Regions from separate parts of the Mus musculus genome. Here region 1 is linked to region 2. The links are chromatin contacts, called in public Hi-C maps. All regions are on one chromosome and are shown on one strand. The core of a region is the stretch at or near the end of the contact, and the rest is flanking DNA. Distances in the headings are between cores, read along the strand shown. Region 1 overlaps Anapc7 (anaphase promoting complex subunit 7). Region 2 overlaps P2rx7 (purinergic receptor P2X, ligand-gated ion channel, 7).

Evidence for each region. Hi-C and Micro-C count contacts between places; a contact is called where the count stands out from the background.
Region 1: a Hi-C map of bone marrow-derived macrophages shows a contact between it and region 2, with 30 read pairs. The contact joins two enhancer-like sites. A contact is called at or near these places in 3 of 484 Hi-C or Micro-C datasets (the HL-1 cell line, bone marrow-derived macrophages and nephron progenitors), 4 of 115 datasets of contacts at active chromatin or transcription factors (T-cell acute lymphoblastic leukemia, embryonic stem cells and memory CD8 T cells) and 5 of 9 other capture datasets (adipose tissue, embryonic stem cells, liver and 2 more).

The regions. Positions count from the first base shown.
Region 1 is chr5:122,438,381-122,441,080 of GRCm38.p6, forward strand. It overlaps Anapc7 (anaphase promoting complex subunit 7), which reads left to right. Exons shown (of 11, transcript NM_019805.4): 8 at 939-1,135; 9 at 1,706-1,930. Among named protein-coding and RNA genes, the nearest start is that of Anapc7, 17 kb to the left of the region's middle. Within about 2 kb of position 1,416, at least 21 of the 459 cell types and tissues checked have an H3K27ac peak or open chromatin away from gene starts, as enhancers often do. A contact at or near this core is called in bone marrow-derived macrophages, where this site is marked.
Region 2 is chr5:122,667,920-122,670,619 of GRCm38.p6, forward strand. It overlaps P2rx7 (purinergic receptor P2X, ligand-gated ion channel, 7), which reads left to right. Exons shown (of 13, transcript NM_011027.4): 9 at 2,519-2,609. Among named protein-coding and RNA genes, the nearest start is that of Mir8115, 13 kb to the right of the region's middle. Within about 2 kb of position 1,317, at least 20 of the 459 cell types and tissues checked have an H3K27ac peak or open chromatin away from gene starts, as enhancers often do. A contact at or near this core is called in bone marrow-derived macrophages, where this site is marked.

The DNA.
Region 1 (2,700 bases), core at 166-2,665, 230 kb before region 2:
GCTGTAAGCATAATTTGTAATTGTGATCATGTATACAGACTTTTTTGTTGTTGTTTTGTTTTTTTTTCTAGACAGGGTTTCTCTGTGTAGCCCTGGCTGTCCTGGAACTCACTCTGTAGACCAGGCTGGCCTTGAACTCAGAGATCCACCTGCCTCTGCCTCCCAAGTGCTGGGATTAAAGGTGTGCGCATCACTGCCCGGCTGTATAAAAACTCTTAATTGATAGCCACAGCTGGAGCCTGGGTCCTTTGAAGAGAGACTGCTGTGGGTTTTCACAAGATGATCAGTGGATTCCTGATAAGGAGACTTGGTGAACACAAGTCTCTTTCCAGAGGTTGGGGGTTAGGTAACTGTAGGTCTTAGAGGTGGCATCAAAGGAGGCCTTGGCAAAGTTGCCCAGGGTGGCAGTGCAGCCTCTGGCTGAAGTGTAGCAGTCATCTATACCGGCCAACATCAGTAACTTCTTGGGCACAGGAGCAGAGACAATGCCAGTGCCTCTGGGGGCAGGGATGAGGCGCACCAGCACAGAGCCACAGTACCTGACACACATATTTGGAAGTCATAGAACAATTAGCAAGAGCAGTGTAGGTCTTAGGAAGTACTAGGCTTGCCTGCAAGCACCTTGGACAGCTTTTTTGTTTGTTTTTTAAAGATTTATTATACATAAGTACACTGTAGCTGTCTTCAGACACTCCAGAAGAGGGAGTCAGATCTCGTTCCAATGGTTATGATGGTTATGTGGTTGCTGGGAATTGAACTCAGGACCTTCGAAGAGCAGTCGGTGCTCTTACCTGTTGCGCCATCTCACCAGCCCTAGTTTGTTTTTAAAGACAGTTTGTCGGCTTCCCAAGTGCTAGGATTCAGAAATTCTCTATAGTCTGGTGTTAAGCCTTCTTCAGAGGCTTCTCTCAGAGAACTTGTGGTTTTTTTTTCCCCAGATGCCACAGCTTCTATAGCAAGCGCTACTCTCGGGCCCTGTACTTAGGTGCCAAGGCCATCCAGCTGAACAGCAACAGCGTCCAGGCTCTGTTACTCAAGGGGGCGGCGCTTAGGAACATGGGGAGGGTCCAGGAAGCCATCATACACTTTCGGGAGGCCATCAGGCTTGCGCCTTGTCGCTTGGACTGTTACGAAGGTAAGCCGGGGACCTGCCGATGCGGTGTCGGCCTGACAGCTGCGCCCAGATGGCAGTGGTGTTGGTCAGAGTTTGCTGGTGCTGTGCTGTGTTAGAGGCAGGGCAGCTGGGGAAAGCAGCAGCTGTGACACGGAACTCTGAGTTTCTCCAGCCTGGGCAGCTGAGCTGCTTTTTAAAACAGTTTTTATTGTTAATATTTCTTTTGAGGCTGGATGTCACTGCAGCCCAGCAGAGCTGTGCCAGGTTTAGCGACATTTGGTGACTGAGTCACTGACACTAAAATAGCTCTTCCAAGATCCTGTCCCTCTAGACCTCGTCGTAGGAATTAACAATAAGCTCAGCAGTCTGCCTCGTAACAGGAAGATGAGGTCAAAGTTGAAGAGAAAAATTTGAAGTCAAGAAAAAGAAAAATCTGCTTTTATAGCTAGAGGGCCTTGCTGGGTCATTCTTCACAGCTCCTTAGAACACTAGAGTGAAGGAAGGCGCTGCGGGAGTGGGCGCAGCCTGGGGCAGAGCTCAGGAGGGGCTGGTGAGCCATCCTGCCTGGCATCTCTGCTCTCTGTGTTTCAGGTCTCATAGAGTGTTACTTAGCTTCTAACAGCATCCGAGAAGCAATGGTGATGGCCAACAATGTTTACAAAACTCTGGGTGCAAACGCTCAGACGCTTACGCTGTTAGCCACCGTGTGTCTGGAAGATCCAGTGACCCAGGAGAAAGCCAAAACTCTGTTAGATAAAGCCCTGGCGCAGAGGCCGGACTACGTCAAGGCCGTGGTGAAGAAAGCAGAGCTGCTCAGTGAGTACTACACTTGCATGTTCTGTTGTCCTTCCCCCGCAGCATCCTCCTCTCCCTGAGGCTTACAGATGACCGAGCAGCTCTGAGCCTGCTAAAGTGCTTTACACAGCCAGATGTGGCTTAGACCTGCTTGGGTTGGTTTAAACCAGCTAACACCACTTGGTAGTTGTTGTGTTCATCTCACTTTATTTTTGAACTAGTTTAGTCTGGTCCAGAAGCCTTCGGTCAGTTGACTAGTTCTGAGCCATGGGAATTCTCTGAGTTTTGTTCTTCTTGCTTCTGGCACATTCCTAAGTTTATATGATGCTATGAAGAGGGTATTCTGGCTCGGGATTCTACTGCAGGGCCACTGGCCTTCTTGCTAGCATCCGGAGTCCAGAGGCAGCATGGGCTATCACAGGAGGTGGGGGCGTTTGTTCTGACCCACGGTAATCTCTGTGCTTTCACTGGTTTGGGAATAAAATTGAATTCTTTTTTTTTCTTTTCTATTTTTGTTACGTTTAAGAGTATATATATGCTGGGCAATGGTGGTGCACGCATTCAATCCCAGCCTTTGGGAGGCAGGTAGATCTGTGAATTTGAGGCCAACCTTGTCTACAGAGTGAGTTCCCGGTCAGCCTGTCTGCAAAAGAAAAAATTTTTTTGAAGTTTCAGGGAACAGGTTTAGTGGTTTGGGTAACGATGCCACTAAGACTGACGAGGTCAGTCCTGAGACCTACACGGTAAGACAGGCAGCTCCCACAGATTGCCCTCTGACCATCACCACGTGC
Region 2 (2,700 bases), core at 67-2,566:
ACGATGGAAAAGTGCTCTGAAAAAAAATTCAGCAAGATAAAGGGATGGGCAAACGTGGCCAGGAAAGCCTCTCAGAGCAGGCACTCCTGCAGACATGGCTCCCTTTCTTAGTGAAGAGAACAGGGCTCTGAGAAGCAACTTGTAAAATCTGTGAATGAATGCCTTTCGTGTCTACAGCGTGGACTAGCTGCTCTCCAAAAGCAGCCCTCATCACCAGCAACACAGTGAGTCAAAAACACACATTCCTGGGCCCAGCCTAGATGCTCAGCCTGTGTGAGACTGTATAGGGGCCCAGTCCATGACCTGTACTATCACAGGTCTCCGTGGGGCTCTGCTCTTAGCTCGAATTTGAATACTGCTGAGCCAGATGCCTGTCCTCAGAGCTCTATCCTGGATCCTGGGTCATGGGCCTCCCCTGGATGCTTGCTTATATGCTGAGGGTCATAGTGCCCTACCTCTCTATCCCGACTTAGCAAATACCATCACTGGAACAAGATCCCCTGGAGATTCCGGTTTTAGTTTTTGTTTCTGTTTTTGCATGTACAGAATGTTTTCAACTTTGTGATATTCTACACAAAGATCTGGGCTCTTCTTCCCGAGAAACTGAAGTATCTGACAAAAGGTTTACAACTTTTAATTATGCTGGGCTCCTATCCCATTACAACAGCACTGCTGGGAGCTGGAGATCAGCCCCCCTGAAGAAAGAGCATACAGCTTTTGTGATGTCACTGTCCTTGCCACTCCTTTCTGTCTTTATATGTCACTGGCATGCTTTATGCCCAGCCCCTCTGGAGACCCTTGACTCAACCTGCAAGCTGGCTGAGGCTTTCTGCCTCCTCGGGGTTGGTGAACTCTCATCCTGGGCTCAGGAAGAGGCTCTTAGTTCAGATATCTTTTTGATCATCCTTGCAGAACAATGTGATGTGCTGAATAGGCTATGGCCAGAATGAATGGTCCCCTGGCTGTCCTGGGCATTTTAATTTATCAAGCAGACAGAGCATGCAAGGACAGTGTACCAAGCAGACATTAGCTGTCATCTGCCGCTCTCAGAGCTAAACCTAAGAACATTCGGTCCTGGTAGGATCTGAGCTCTCCTGAGACCCGAAGGCACTGTGACGTCAGTATTCCTTTAGAATAAAACGTTAGCCAATTTGTTGTTGAATGAGCACCAGGAGAAAGCTTTGGACAAAAATAAATTATGGAGATCTGATAGGCAAGAGGACAAGTTGTTTTCAAAGAGCATCAAAAGAGAGAAGGAAATGACTGGCTATATGAGGTATGGGGGGAAAATATAGCTTTCTTTTTTTTTTAACAGGAAGTTTAAAAGTTCACATTATGTAACTTAGTCCTCAAGAAAAAGATTTATGGGAGCTGGGGAGATGGCTCGGTCAGAAAAGTGCTTGTCACGCAAGCGAGAGGACATGAGTTTGGATTTCCAGCATCCGTGCAGAAAACCAAGCCTAGTGGTGTGTGCCTAGAATCCCAGTGCCACACAAACAGAGACAGGGGGATTCCTGGGGCTCGCTGGCCAACTGGTCCAGACAAGCTGGTGTTCAGAAGGTTCAGAGAGAGAACAGGTCTGATGAAATAAGGCAGAGAGAGTGATTGAGGAAGATTCCTGATACAGACTTCTGGTCTACACACACACACACACACACACACACACACACACACACACACACACTAAAATGAAGAAGATACACTACAGAATGTCCTTTGGTGAGCGCCCGATTCCGTTGACTCACGTATGATACAGGGGAGATAAGATGCACTTCTTGGCTCCAGAACATGTTTGGGTACATATTAGTTTCCTTTGGTGCTATAGCAGATTACTATAAATTGCATCAGGCTGTAGACATTCTCTCATAGAGACTAGAAGTCTGAGCAGACCAGGTGTCAGAAGGGCTGTCGCTCTCTGAAGGTCTTCTCTTGCCTCCTCCATCTTTATCTGCTTCGGGAATCTCTTACCTCATAGCTGAACAACCTCTGCTTTCATCCCTGAAGGGTTGAAAAAAATAAATAAACCTTATAAATTAAGGTTCTCCACTTAATTTATAAGGATGCCTGCTTAATCATGGGATGTAGGACCTCCAGGAATCTCATCTTGAGAGTTTTATTTACATGTGCAAAAACTCTGTTTCCAAATAAGGTCATCATTGTGGTGCTGGCCTGGGGTTGGGGGGTGACTTGAGCCTATCTTCTTTCGGGGAGGACATTATTTAATCCATTATGTGAAGAAAAGCACCTTGTCCAGTGCCCCTCACCAACTCACCACCTGCCTGTACCAAGGTGGAGCTACTCAGACCTTCCGAAACCCCTCTTTGGCACTCATTCAGGTCCAGAGGCCCCTTTTTTGAATAGCCTTCCCCCACATAATCTTTGCCCTCCATTAAGATCTAGAATGGCATCAAGAGCAGACAAGGAAGACTGGAATGCCTACTAGTTTGTTCTTTCTCCCCATAAGACACCAGCACTTGTCAGAGAGGATGCTATAAAGATGGCTGCTTTTCTCCCACAGATATGCCAAGTACTATAAGGAGAACAATGTGGAAAAGCGGACGTTGATCAAAGCCTTCGGCATCCGTTTTGACATCCTGGTTTTCGGCACTGTAAGTCTCTCCTGGTCCCAGCATCTCCATCCTACCACTACTCACAGATATAGTGAGAAATGAACACTAGCAGTAGCTGTCAGTCATTGGC